3 separate regions of the Mus musculus genome follow, and regions 1 and 2 are each linked to region 3. A link is a contact called in public ChIA-PET and promoter capture Hi-C data. All regions are on one chromosome and are shown on one strand. The core of a region is the stretch at or near the end of the contact, and the rest is flanking DNA. Distances in the headings are between cores, read along the strand shown. Region 1 holds the start of Mgat4a (mannoside acetylglucosaminyltransferase 4, isoenzyme A). Region 2 overlaps Mgat4a (mannoside acetylglucosaminyltransferase 4, isoenzyme A). Region 3 holds the start of Inpp4a (inositol polyphosphate-4-phosphatase, type I).

The links. ChIA-PET counts read pairs in DNA pulled down with a chosen protein or histone mark. Capture Hi-C pulls out chosen DNA fragments and counts their contacts.
Region 1: a contact with region 3 is called in a promoter capture Hi-C map of adipose tissue, with 2.6 times the contacts expected there. The contact joins the promoter of Mgat4a here to the promoter of Inpp4a in region 3. A contact is called at or near these places in 5 of 39 promoter capture datasets (the HPC-7 cell line, embryonic stem cells, pre-B cells and 1 more), 6 of 484 Hi-C or Micro-C datasets (CD4 T cells, CD8 T cells, embryonic stem cells and 1 more), 5 of 115 datasets of contacts at active chromatin or transcription factors (bone marrow-derived macrophages, effector CD8 T cells, embryonic stem cells and 1 more) and 3 of 9 other capture datasets (adipose tissue, liver and macrophages).
Region 2: a contact with region 3 is called in an RNA polymerase II ChIA-PET map of memory CD8 T cells, with 229 read pairs. The contact joins the enhancer-like site here to the promoter of Inpp4a in region 3. A contact is called at or near these places in 5 of 39 promoter capture datasets (the HPC-7 cell line, HPC-7-derived erythroid cells, hippocampal neurons and 2 more), 3 of 484 Hi-C or Micro-C datasets (natural killer cells, neutrophils and pre-megakaryocyte-erythroid progenitors), 7 of 115 datasets of contacts at active chromatin or transcription factors (CD8 T cells, bone marrow-derived macrophages, double positive thymocytes and 4 more) and 3 of 9 other capture datasets (adipose tissue, liver and pancreatic islet).

Annotation. Positions count from the first base shown.
Region 1 is chr1:37,538,678-37,542,932 of GRCm38.p6, reverse strand. It overlaps Mgat4a (mannoside acetylglucosaminyltransferase 4, isoenzyme A), which reads left to right and starts at 1,917. Exons shown (of 16, transcript NM_173870.3): 1 at 1,917-1,968.
Region 2 is chr1:37,477,220-37,481,310 of GRCm38.p6, reverse strand. All of the region lies in intron 5 of Mgat4a (mannoside acetylglucosaminyltransferase 4, isoenzyme A), which reads left to right. Among named protein-coding and RNA genes, the nearest start is that of Gm39627, 24 kb to the left of the region's middle. Within about 2 kb of position 2,735, at least 101 of the 459 cell types and tissues checked have an H3K27ac peak or open chromatin away from gene starts, as enhancers often do. A contact at or near this core is called in CD8 T cells, the HPC-7 cell line, adipose tissue and 7 more, where this site is marked.
Region 3 is chr1:37,297,775-37,302,012 of GRCm38.p6, reverse strand. Inpp4a (inositol polyphosphate-4-phosphatase, type I) reads right to left here and starts at 2,175. Exons shown (of 26, transcript NM_030266.4): 1 at 1,895-2,175.

The sequences.
Region 1 (4,255 bases), core at 668-3,167, 240 kb before region 3:
ACTCCAGTCCGTACCCACATCGTATCTTTTCCTTTTTCTCCTCTCATCTGACCTTGATCTTTGCTTAGAAAATGTCTGTGAACACTCTCATTCCCTTCCTTTACCAGGGGGGAAAAAATAGAGAAAGCGGAAATAGGTCTTTTTAAGATTCATTCAGTCATCCGATAGCTGGTGGGTTGCTAAAGGTGAAAATGGAAACAGAGAAGCAGAAGTCTCTGAATTAAGGAGAATTGGGTTTAATCGCGGTTAGTTGCCTAAATAACTATTTGTATCCATGAAATTCTCTAGTTTCTCTCTGTATAACATTGGGATATCGGAAAAATGACTGTCTGTGTTGCTCAGTCTTTTAGCTGACCCTAACATAGCTCAAGGGCTGTTTCTCTCCTGTCGAGTATTTTCTTCCTCTGCTTGAAGCTGTGAACTGATCTGACACTCAGAACAGTAGAAAGGTAGCAAGGCCTGGTGTGTCTATGCTGACAGGAGAATTAGCAATTCACCCCAACCGTGTTTCAGACGCTGTGTCTGGTAGGGGTTCCATCTATAGTGCTTGTGTCCATCTTGAAGTCTAGTGCTGGGTTGCTAACTGTCAATGTTTTAGGCACAGTTATACAGGGAATTTAGCTCTATTTCCCCCCAAAGTAGAAAGCAAAGCTGCCACTGGGTTTATCATGCTTCTCCCATACCCCGGCTGGTGCAGAGCTGGGGGAAGAAGACTGTGAGCCTCTTTTGGGATTTTGAAAACAGCTTAGGAACAACGGAGAGAAATCTCACCACAGGAGAGCTGAGAAACCTATAAATATAATAGCTAATTATTAAACACTTAATTTTGAGACAAAAAAAAAACGTCCCCCCCAAAAACAAAAACCCCTCATTCCGATGTTGTATACTAGAGTTTTCTATTTTTGAATTACTGTCGTCTTCTGATCCAGATATTTATTGCCTTGGTGTTTGCCAGGAACAAGGCTGTTTCCTAGTTTTTTGATTTCTTGTATGTCTTTGCAGTGTTGTTGGGAGGATTATGGTAACAGGGAGGACAGACACATCTCTTATCTTATTAGCTCTGTAACCACAGGTAAACTCTTTAACCTTTTAAGCTCATCTGTGAGAAATGGGGATTAACATATATGATAAGCAATTAAAGATTTGCCGGGATTATGGTAAGAAGCAATTAAAGATCTTAATATATGCCAGGCTTGATAGCTAACAGATAACGTGCACAGGGGCAGGCCACTCACGTTTTCTATAGATGTCCATCCATTTCGATCTGAAACCAGTTTTAAACTTTAAGAAATGGTCATCTGACACGTGCTCAAGAGAGAAGGGAAGACTAACACTGCATAGTAGAAAAATCGGGGACATTAGCACTGAGTGGTGTGCCTTTAAACCCTAGTCATATTTGTTGCTTCTAGTTGCTCCAAATGGTCCTCCCTGCGTCTCTGCCTCCTCCTGGAAGCTGGAGGATAACGATGCTCCTCACTGATGCTGGCAGTGTAATGCTTGGAACAGCGGGCCTTGGAAGCTATGGTTGGATTAGAGCCAGGACCTGTCACCGCGCCTGGACCGCCAGAAGATGGGACCCAGAGCTAGGAGGAAAGGCCATGGTGACCAGGTTGTATTCCGTGGGCTCACTGGGGCCTTTGTTGCCTCCCGAGGTTGCATGCGCTCAGGCCGGAGGGTACAAGCCAGATGTGGCGGCTGCGCTCCAGCCCCGGCCGCAACACCGATGCAAAAAGGGGCTGGGGAGAAATATATAGGCTGCTCTATTGCGCCGTTGAGTGACAGGCTGGCCGGCCACTGGCAGCGGCGGCGGGGCGCTTAGGGAAGTGGCGGCCAATGGCTGGCGGGAACTGGGGCGGGGGCTGGGCAGGGGCTGTCCCTGGCGAGGGCGGGGCGCGCGGCCCGCGGCGGCGGAGGCGGCTCCAGCAGCGACGCCGGCGGCCGCGGCAGAAGCGCCCTGGCCCGCGGCAGGTGAGGAGCGCGGGGCGCCGGGCAGGGGGCGGCCAGGAGGAGTACGGCGGGGTCCGCGGAACACCCACCTGCTGGTGGCTGAGGCGGGGCGTCCCGAGGCCGCCGTCCGATCGCGCGCGCACCGGGCCTCGGAACCGGGAGCGGGGCGCGGGCCGGCCGCCCTCCGCGCCTCGCCGCAGCCGCAGCCCCTCGGTGCTGCGCTCCTTCCCGGTGGTTGGCCTGGAGCCTCGGGCGGTCCCGGAGCACCGGGAAAGTGCAGTGCTGTGTGCGCGTGCACCGAGACCAAGAGTTGCGGGCAGGATCCCGCGACTGGAGGGTTGGAAGGCTGGAGGGTTGGAGGGCTGGGGGGCTGGGGGGCTGGAGGTGGCGCCGCCGCGGGGCAGGTAGGGCGGGGGCCGCTTGCCTGCGGGGAACTAAGATGTTCCGGGAGGTACGGGGGGAGCGAGCCCGGATTCCTCCCAGGCCTGGGTTTCCTCCATCCCATGGAAGCGGCGAGTGGGATCCCCTCCCCGACCTCAGGTGGGGTCTCGGACCCCTCCAGGTGTGACAGGTGATGTCTGGAAGGCTTGGCGTTAAGTGGTGGCAGTGGTACGCTTCCCGCGCCCGCTTTTATTTCTCTAAGCGTTGTGATCTCAGGAGCGGGTTCACGGCTTACATTTAGAATTCGGAAATAGCTGTAGATGGTATGTTATCTTCTTCGAGCCTGCCATCTATTTTGCTGTTGTGCTTTTTGCTGCCGACAAATTATTTAGTAAAAGATAAAAGAATGACATGGTTATTCACTTGAATGTAAAAATCTAAATTTAGAATCATGTAACACGCGCTCTGTGGTTCAGGCTCCTTTCTCTTCCAAATGCTTAAAGAATAGTTTTACTAACAGGTTATGGTGACATAGGTTCCATTAACCCCTGAGTGTAAATCATAACACATACTAGACAATGAAATTATGTAAGCTGTATAAAAGAAATATTTATGTTCTCTAAGTGGAAAGGGCATGAGTTTTTCATAATTGCGGTTTATAAAGTTGTGCAGGCTTACGTCATGGTGTTCATTGATCCGGGGTGTCATGAATCGTGCCTCTTGTTCTTTCAGGCACCTCTGTTTTGTCTGTGGGATGCTGATGAAGGACTCTACCAAATGTTAACCAAAGTGTTCTTAGCCGTGGAACATATGGGATATTTCAGAGAACACTTTAAAAACTTAATTAAAAAAAAAAAACAAACCCAGATGCAAGATTGTTAAATCTATTAACAAAACATATTCCTCATTCTGCGGTTTAGAGTTGAAGCCTCTTTTGGAGGATGGAGGAATGGCTAGTTACGTAGTCATTTTTTTGTTCAAAGACTTGGTTGTTATCAATTAATATAGCCAGGACAGTCTTAAGGTAAGGGCGGTAGATAAGTATTCACATATGTGGCCTCGGACACAAATGTAGGTCACCTGTGTCTAACGAGCCAGCCTCAAGCTGCCTGGGGTGGTTTAAGGGTACGAGGTGTGTTCTGTTTCCTCCTCTCTGGAGATTTCATTCACGTGTGCTTCACGATGAAGCTTAGTTTGGAAAACCCTGGTGTAAAATGAATAGCTGCATTCCGGTGGAGTGTAACACTCCTCCTCCTTTTGAGATGTCAGAACTTATTAGTAGAATTCCCTAACCGTATCTTCCCTAAAATGGGGTTTGCTAACTTCTTAGGCCCAGTATTTAATACTCCATATGCTTCTGGGGTATTATGGATGGCTAATCTATAGCATTTATACTTTTATATAGGCTTCATTTGTATGTAATAAAACAACTTCTCTCTCTCTCTCTCTCTCTCTCTCTCTCTCTCTCTCTCTCTCTCTCTTTGTTGTTGTTTCTTGAAACAGGATTTCTCTGTGTAGCCTTGGCTGTCCTGGAACTTGCTCTGTAGACCAGACTGGCCTCGAACTCATAGATATCTGTCTGTCTTTGCCTCCCAAGTGCTTGCATTAATGGCATGGGCCACCACCACTTAGCTTAATAAAAACTTTTTTTTTTAAAGATTTATATATTTATTATGTATATAGCACTCTGCTTGCATGTATCCCTACAGGCCAGAAGAGGGCATCAGATCTCATTACAGATGGTTGTGAGCCGCCATGTGGTTGCTGGGAATTGAACTCAGGCCTTCTGGAAGAGCAGACAGTGCTCTTAACTGCTGAGCAATCTCTCCAGCCCCATTAATAAAACCTTTTAAATTATCATTTTAGAATGATTCTGCATATCTCTACTTCCTGATTTATGTCAGCTAGATATTTATTCTAATAATCA
Region 2 (4,091 bases), core at 1,486-3,985, 180 kb before region 3:
TGTTGAAAACTATGATTGCCAAAGCTTTGGAAGACTGATTTGAACCGAGAGGTGAATTAACTATCTTTGTTAATGTTTTAAATTCTTCTCCTACAGTTTTGTTTTATAAATGACAGTATTACATCATTAGGAATATAGGTCCAAAGCTCATCTTAATGCCCAGTATCCAGCTAAAGTTTTAGTTAATTAAATCAATGAATGTAGTTAATGTTTTGAGATAGCGTCTCACTACTAGCCCTAGCTGGCCTAGAACTCACTAAACCAGGCTGGCTCAAACTTGCTTGTCTCTGCCTTCCCACTACTGAGATTTTAGAGGCGTATGCTACCATACCCGGCTTCAGCCAGTATTTTTGAATTCACTGGTGCATTTATTAGTGGTTTGGGGGCAGGGTTGAGTGAGTTCAGCCTCACTGGATGGCAACATCGTTTCATGTCCTCTATTTTGACTTGTTGGTCTAGTATTTGTGGCACTTGATTCTCTTCCTTCCTGAATCACTTCAAAATTCGCTTAGCTCTGAGCTTAGAGTGTGCCTGGTCCCTCCAGTCCATAGTCGTCTCAGTCTCCTCCTCTTACTTTTCCCACTCACTCTGGGGATTGGATTCAAGGCCTCAGGCTTGCTAGGATGAGTGGTATAACCAGGTGTACTGGCTGGTTTTGTGTGTCAACTTGACACAGACTGGAGTTATCACAGAGAAAGGAGCTTCAGTTGGGGAAATGTCTCCACGAGATCCAGCTGTGGGACATTTTCTCAATTAGTGATCAAGGCTGGAGGGCTGGTAGTCCTGGGTTCTATAAGAAAGCAAACTGAGCAAGCCAGGGGAGGCAAGCCAATAAGCAACATCCCTCCATCGCCTCTGCATCAGCTCCTGCTTCCTGCCCTGTGTGAGTTCCAGTCCTGCATCCTTTGGTGATGAACAGCAATGTGGATGTGTAAGCTGAATAAACCCTTTCCTCCCCAACTTGCATCTTGGTCATGATGTTTGTGCAGGAATAGAAACCCTGATTAAAACACCAGACTTTTACAGAAAACCCTTTAGTTTGAAAGAGGGAGGCCTTGAGCTTGTGATCCTGAACCGCCTCACAGACAGTTGGGCCTGCAGGTGTGCATTAGTACATGCCCTTCCCCACTCCTGATCCCACTTTGCAACATTGTATTGAGCCTTTTATGGATCTTTCTAGTTTCTTAGGTAGTATTTAGAGAGTTTCCTATTAGGGACTCACTAAAATTGGTGGGTTTGCTCTTTTCTGTTTGCCCGGCCTCTGTCCCAGCTGCCCTTACTTGTTAGGTTATCTTGCCTAGTGCATTCCACCGCATTAATAAACAGGCTTCCGTGTCTGTTATCAGATTAATCTGCTTTTGGGGCTGCGTTTGGCTTCAGGGTGAGATGGCTGTGTGGTGCTGTGTGACGCTGCCCCTGCTCTGTTAGGTTTGTCCCGCTTTCTACACCGGTTTGGTGTATTCCCTTCCCTTCTTCTCTTCATATCCTGTTTTGGCTTCATGCTGCAGTTATCAGTGTTCGGCAAACACTGTTGTCCTTTGGATGTTCTTCCTCCTGTCTTGATTGAGAAAAACTCAGCTAAGCTTCTCCTACAACTGTCCCATAGACTGTCAGGGTTAGTTTTTGTCAACTTGAAACAAACTTATGTACTTGGAAGTAGGAACCGGAGTTGGTAGGTTTGCGTCCATCCAGTTGACCTGTGGACATGTATGTGGGTGCATTTTTCTTGATTATTTAGTGATGTAAGAGAGCCCTGCCCACTGTGATCCTCCTGAAAATGGTCATACTTTTAACTTTTACATTATGACTATGCCCCATTGAGTTAGCTTCTGTCGAGGTATAAGGTAATGTGAAAGTTCCGACCATCACCCATTCATTAACCCAGTTGCTCGTGTTGAGAGAACACTGTGAACACCGTGACCTCTCTGACATATTTATTGAAAATTCAGTGACTGTTAGGTGTGTGTGTTTCCTGTTGTATTTCATTATCTGGATTTGGAGCTAAACCTCATGCCAGCACTTCACCGCCTCCTGTAGGTTGGTGGGAAGTACTGACGCCGCCGCACAGTCTGGTCCTACAGTTTTGGTCTGCTCAGGATTGCTTCAGACGTTGAAGCCCTTTGTGTTTCCAAACACCTTCAGAATCATTGCAGTGACGTCTCTATGGCAACATCTTCAGTTGAGTGTGGTTTTCTTTGTTCTTTTCCTTAAGGCAATGGTCAAGTCATTGACTGCAAGTTTCTTTTCCTTCGTCCTCTCCGTCCCCTCACCTCCCTCTGTCCTCTCTCTTCTCTCAGTGAGTTTGTTGATAGACTCTACTCAGAAACCTTTTTTCTTATTACTTTGTATTCTACTTGTATTTTTATGAGTCACTGAGGGTATGGGCTTTTAGGCTACTGGCTGACAGGGGATAAAGCTGTGTTCTAGGCACCTGGGCGATAATTATATTACTACTTCTACTACTACTATTTTACAAAAATAAACTTGCCAACTTTCCTTCAGCCACAGAGCTCTTCTTGCTTGTCACCTCTGGTCATGAGACAAAGCCATGCCCTCGAGAGTCTGGGAATTTCAGTTGTTAATATTTCAGAGTGAAGCGGGTGGTTCTTGTATCTGCGTCTCATTGATAACGGTTGTGTGATTTCCAGGAAGGAACTTGGGGACGCCTGCTGACTGTCTTAACCACTCCAAAGCTTTCTAAGGCTCAGTCTTTCCTGTTAGATTCTCACTTTGTGTGCTTTGGGTGAGGTTAGTCGCCTGTGCAGTTTTAAACCTTTCCTCCCCTGAAGTACATGAGGCATATTGCCAGCCTCAGCCACGGCTCTCACTCACTGGAATTATGTTTTCTCAGACTCTTTCTCTTGTTGAATGAGTGTTTATTGAAGTACCACTGTGAAGCAGGTGCTGGGGACAATGACAGATAAATTCCCCGATCTGAAATTTGTACAAGAGTATTTCTTTCTGTCACGATGGCTCTCTGTTTTCGGGGGGAGATTAACTCCTAATTTGATGTACAGATTGCTGAGCAGTCCGTGCAGCACTACCGTTGGCTCTCCGATATCTATCCTGGCTGTGAATGTCTGTCCTGGCTCCATTCCCTGAGTTCTGTTTGCATTTTTTCACCTCTGAGACCTCAGAAGTCTTGGGGCTCAGGGTAGCTGGCAGGAGGAGGAGACACAGACCCTGTGACTCTGTCTTGTCTCTGTGGCATTCACAGCCACAGTTCTTTCAGTTTTGCTTTTCTGCTGCTTTGTTCCTAAAAAGATGCACGCAGAGATGATGGGTGGGGTTTTTTTTTTCTTTAGCAATGTAAGCAATTCAAAGCTATAAGCTCCCTCTAAGAACCATGTTAACTATATCTCAAGTTCTTTTTTTTTTTTAAGCTTAAAGAGAAGGAGGGTGGATGTGAATGACTATGAATGGGAGTGTGCACCACATGTGTGGTACCCGCAGGGGCCAGAAGTGGCAGATCGCCCCAGAGCTGGAGTTATAGGTGATGGTTGTGAGCTGCCTGGTATAGTTGCCAGGAACCAAACACAGGTCCCCTGCAAGAGCAGTCACTGCTCTTAACTGCTGAGCCATCTCCCCAGCCCCTGCACCCCATACATGCCCCCTGGTTTTCTCATTCAGATCAGAATACTTTCTAAGTTCCTATGTAATTTTTTCCCTTGACCCATGGGTTACGTAGAAATGTGTTTTTACATTCTTACCTATTTGAGAATTTCTCACAATCCCCACTGTTAACCAATCTCCACTTCAAACCCTCTGTAGTCAGAGAACACCATTTACGTGGTGGTGTCCCTTTCAGCCTTCTCAGTACTCGTTTGTTGGCTTCTGTGCTTCATGTGCGCCCAGAGGAAATGGATCCTGCCTGTATGCTTGCATGACATATTTTCATAGAGGTGTTTAGTAGGTTGAGTTGGTAAAATTACTAGAGTTTAGGGTTAAAGTTTTGTCTTCAGAGTCCCAGTGGGCTAGCCTCGGCTACACATCCAGATGATCATTGATGGGCTAGCCTCAACCACACCTCCAGATTATTGTTGATGAGAACAGAGAAAGGACTTTGCTTCAGTCAACACGGCCATGTGAGA
Region 3 (4,238 bases), core at 926-3,425:
GAGGAGTTTTTCACTAAAAAGCCAAACTAAGAAAAAAATAGCCTCGATGGAAAGTTTCCCCTCCACTCTGAGGTCTCTCTGAGACGCTAAACCATAGGGTGGTGATGGAAGTTACTGGTCCCCAGCGCTCCCTAGTCCCTTCCTTTGGTGCATTCAGGGGCTGGCTGAGAATTCTCCTGGGTAGGCAGCTGGAAAGAGTGAATAATTCTTTACCACACACTTTCTACTTCTCCAGGGTCAGGTCATTGATACAAAGCTTCTGTGTCATTTCCTTAAGGTGATTTTAGCCAACCAATATTGATTTTAACAGCAATACTACAAAGTATCCAGTTTCCAAAACAATGGAATAAACTATTACAATGTATCTCCTAAACCGAGTCTGCCTGGGGGCCTAAGCAGATTCTGAAAGGAACAGTAGCTAGACCAAGTCAAGTAGCTAAGGAAGGATGACAAATGTTCTCACTGTAGGAACACAGTCCTCTGGTTTCTCTGTATTTACCCAACATCCACTCCGGTAAGCCCAGTCTTTAAAGACGACCATCCTAGTGACTTTGACTCTTCTACATCATGTTGACAAGACACAGGGAACACACCTCCAGGCAACGGTGTTCACATGTAGTGCCACCCAGGAAACAGCATTTCAATCTCCTGATACCACCACAGGTACAGACCAATACACAGACCTCCTCGAATGAAAGAACTGAATTTTCGAAGAGAAACCTTTTGTCAAAGCAGTCCTCAAACAAGGGCCCTAGTCCAGATCCAAAGAAAAATTCCGTCTTCACCCAACAACCAGGCTAAGTAGGACAACCTATAGCTGTTCACTGCCTGACACTGGCAATTAGATTTCAAAACAAACGCAGCTAATGAGGTTCTGTTTACACCTCTTACTGATGAGGGTCTTGAGAACCTGAGTTAGCAAGTGACAAAACCTTCAGGATTCACACCCAGATCAACCAGCTGTGTGATGTCCCAGCCCTGTGATGTCCCCATTGTCCACACAACCCACCCGGGGAACAGGAGTGAACGAAGCAGAATATTACTGCAACACCCCAACTTCCGTACCACCCCACCCCCATCCCCTTGGCCCAGAGGCCCTAACTGGCAGGTGACAAATCACATTCTACTCTTAGGCAATCTCTCAACATCAAACACATTAAGAGGCAAAGATTTACAACGGCCAATACTTACTTCCTTCTTACCCAGAGAGACATTTTCATGAGCTGTCAAATCCAGGCAGGAGGAACCCACCATTATGTAATGTCAGAGGGCAGGAGAGAAGGGGCAAGAGAAACCAAGGCCCATCAACACTCCTTCCCTTCGCCCACAAAGATATATATTTGTGTCTGACATTTTGAGTGTTTCCGTGGCCTACACATTCATGACTGGCTTTGCAAAAGACGACCACGGATCCCTGCAAACCTCTCAGGCCTCAATTAGCTTATTAGGAAAGCCAGAAGAATATAAAATACATAAAGCAAAGGTGAGGGAGATCCTGTCCTGGCCGATGCGCGAACAGAAAATGCTCAAAGAGTTGCGAGGACGTAGAGTCCGTGTCTCCCACCAACATGTATGTTTATTTTTACCCGGTGTGTTGACACCCGAGATACCGCGAGGCCTTCAGCGTCGGATGCCTATGGGATACAGCAGAGATGCAGCCGGCGGGCGCGTTGTATAGCATCGCACGGCTCCCCGAGAAGCCCGCGGCAAGGGGACCGCAAGTCTAGGATCGCGCTCCAAAGACGCGGCCAGCGAACCGCTAGGCTGTACCACTGCCATGACAACCGCGGGCGCCACCGGGCCGGGTTCCCAGTGTCTCCAGCTCCCAGCCGCCCAGCCCACTCCGCTAAGCCCGGCACACCGGACCTGGCACGGCCCAGCTCGGCCCACCTACCTGGCGCGCCCCGGCCCGGACACTTGCTCAGCCTTGGCCTCTGTCCTCCAGGCCGCACACCCCGGCCTCGGCCCCGCTGGTTGCTGTCCGGTCCTGAAGACCGGCCGGGATTTGTTTCCTGGCCGCCTCACTCCGGCCGGTGGCGTCCACCCCAGACCCGAACCCGCCGTCCCCGCGCAGCCCGAATCCTGCCACCGCCTTCTCTCAGAACACAGCGCACAACCCCGCCCCGGTTCCGCCCCCTCACCGCGCATGCGCGCCCCACTCCCCGACCGCCGCCCTGCCCCCTCCCTCCCTGGCTCCGCCCCTAGGAAGCCGCACCTCCCAAAAGGTCACACCCTCTTATGTGACGTCACCCAGGAGTGGGAGTTTTTCCACCTTCACATGCCCTGAGGCTTCTGCCCAGAGAACAAGCGATTCTAGAAAAACGCTGGAGGTCGGAAGTGCAGGTGTAGCTGATCCATCACTCAGTGGGCGTGGCCACCAACAAACTGTAGTCTTTTGAACTTCCTTCCAGACCTAGTCTACCCAAAAGATAACGGACCTTAACACTTCCTCCTCAAAATTCTATTTTTCTATAGGGAAGAAGACCAATCAGGACTTTCGGAGATACATTTTTTTTTATTTTATTACTTATTTATTTCCACTGAGACAGGGGCTCCCTGCCTCTGATCGTTTTTAACTTTATTGTAACGTTAACATTTCTACCTGATGAGGGGAAACTTAAATGGACAAACAAAAACATTTTTCAGGTTTTTTTACACCTCATTTGTCTGGTTTTTTTTTTGCTTGTTCTGTTTCGTTTTGGGTTGTTTTTTTTTTTTTTTGAACAGGGTAATCCAGGTTGGTCACCCACTCACTAGCTGCCCTTCGTGTTATTCATGTTCCTGCCACTGCCTCCTAAAGGCTGAGAGTACAGGTATGCACCACCACACCCACTTTTATCTTCTAAAGAGTAACTTATTACCAAATGCTTATCTTTTATTAATCAGATGAAGGGGAGAAAATATTGATTGAACCTTAACCCTAAGGCCAAAAGCCAAAAAACTCAAACATGCTTAGAAAAATTAAAAATATTGTCCTTATTTCATCTTCTAAAATTCAAGTGACTGATATACCTGATTTTCTTACGGTAAAATTAATAGAAATCCCCCTTTCAATCTCAAAAGCATTCTCCTATGAGATAATAAATTTTATGGTCAGAGTCTTAATTTGCTTTCTCTCTTCCTGGGTTAAACCACTGGCCAAAAACGACTTGGAGAGGAAAAGGCTTATTTGGCTTACAGGCTACAAGTCCATGATCAGGCAGGAACTCAAGACAAAAACCTAGAGGCAGGAATGGAAGCAAAAGCCAGGAGCGAAAGTTACTTGTTGGTGTGCTCTCCATGGCCTGCTTAGCCTGCTATTTAGATAACTCAGGACCACCTGCCTGGGGTGGCACCACCCACATTAGGTCTTGCCCTTCCACATCAACCATTAAGAAAATGCCCCACAGGGTGCCTACATTGCAATTTGATCCAGGTATTTTCTCAACTGAGGTTCCCTCTTTTCAGATGATTCTAGCTTGTGTCCACCTAACAACAACAACAACAAAAAGCTAGCTTGCACAGCTGTGTTATTTATATTCAAGCTAAAGAGGGTTTTCAAATCAATAGCATCCTTCTTTAAATTTATGAGTTTAAAAATAAACATTAATCTCATTTCAACTCATTCAAGACAATTACGAATCTGACCAGAGTTCCAATATTTGTCCCTTGACTCTTGCACATTTGGAGTAATATGAAAAGACCAGTCATGTTTTTTACTATGCTGATGGACACCCCCATTCCACCACAGAATGAAGATTAGCAAGGAAAGGCGGAGCCGAGTTTGTGAACAAATACGGCAATGAGCATTGACTACACATGACAATATACCAGACTTAGCCTTGACACAGTGTACCAGTCTTTCAACATTCTTGACATTTGGACCCCAAACGTTGGCCATGTAAACATCTTAGTGGGAATGGAAATATTCCTAGGAGATGAGAGTGGCCCTCCTTTGAACTGTCAAACTACTGAGATGATGCACTCCAAGAAATCACAATTGTCTTGCAAATAAATCTCTCATGCTGGAATAAAGAAAAGGTTGAGAAATCTGGTGTTGACCAGAAGTGGAACTGTCTCCCAGAAAGAGACCTCACACATTTCTTGAGACTTGTCAGACCACTCTGCTGCAGACTAGACAATGAAGAAGAAGAGGATGAGTGACTTGACTGGGTCTGCTCAGCTATGCAGAACTGCTGCTATCCTTAACTGGAATCCTCATGTTAGGACCTGGGAAAGATGAACTGGACGCCTGAAGC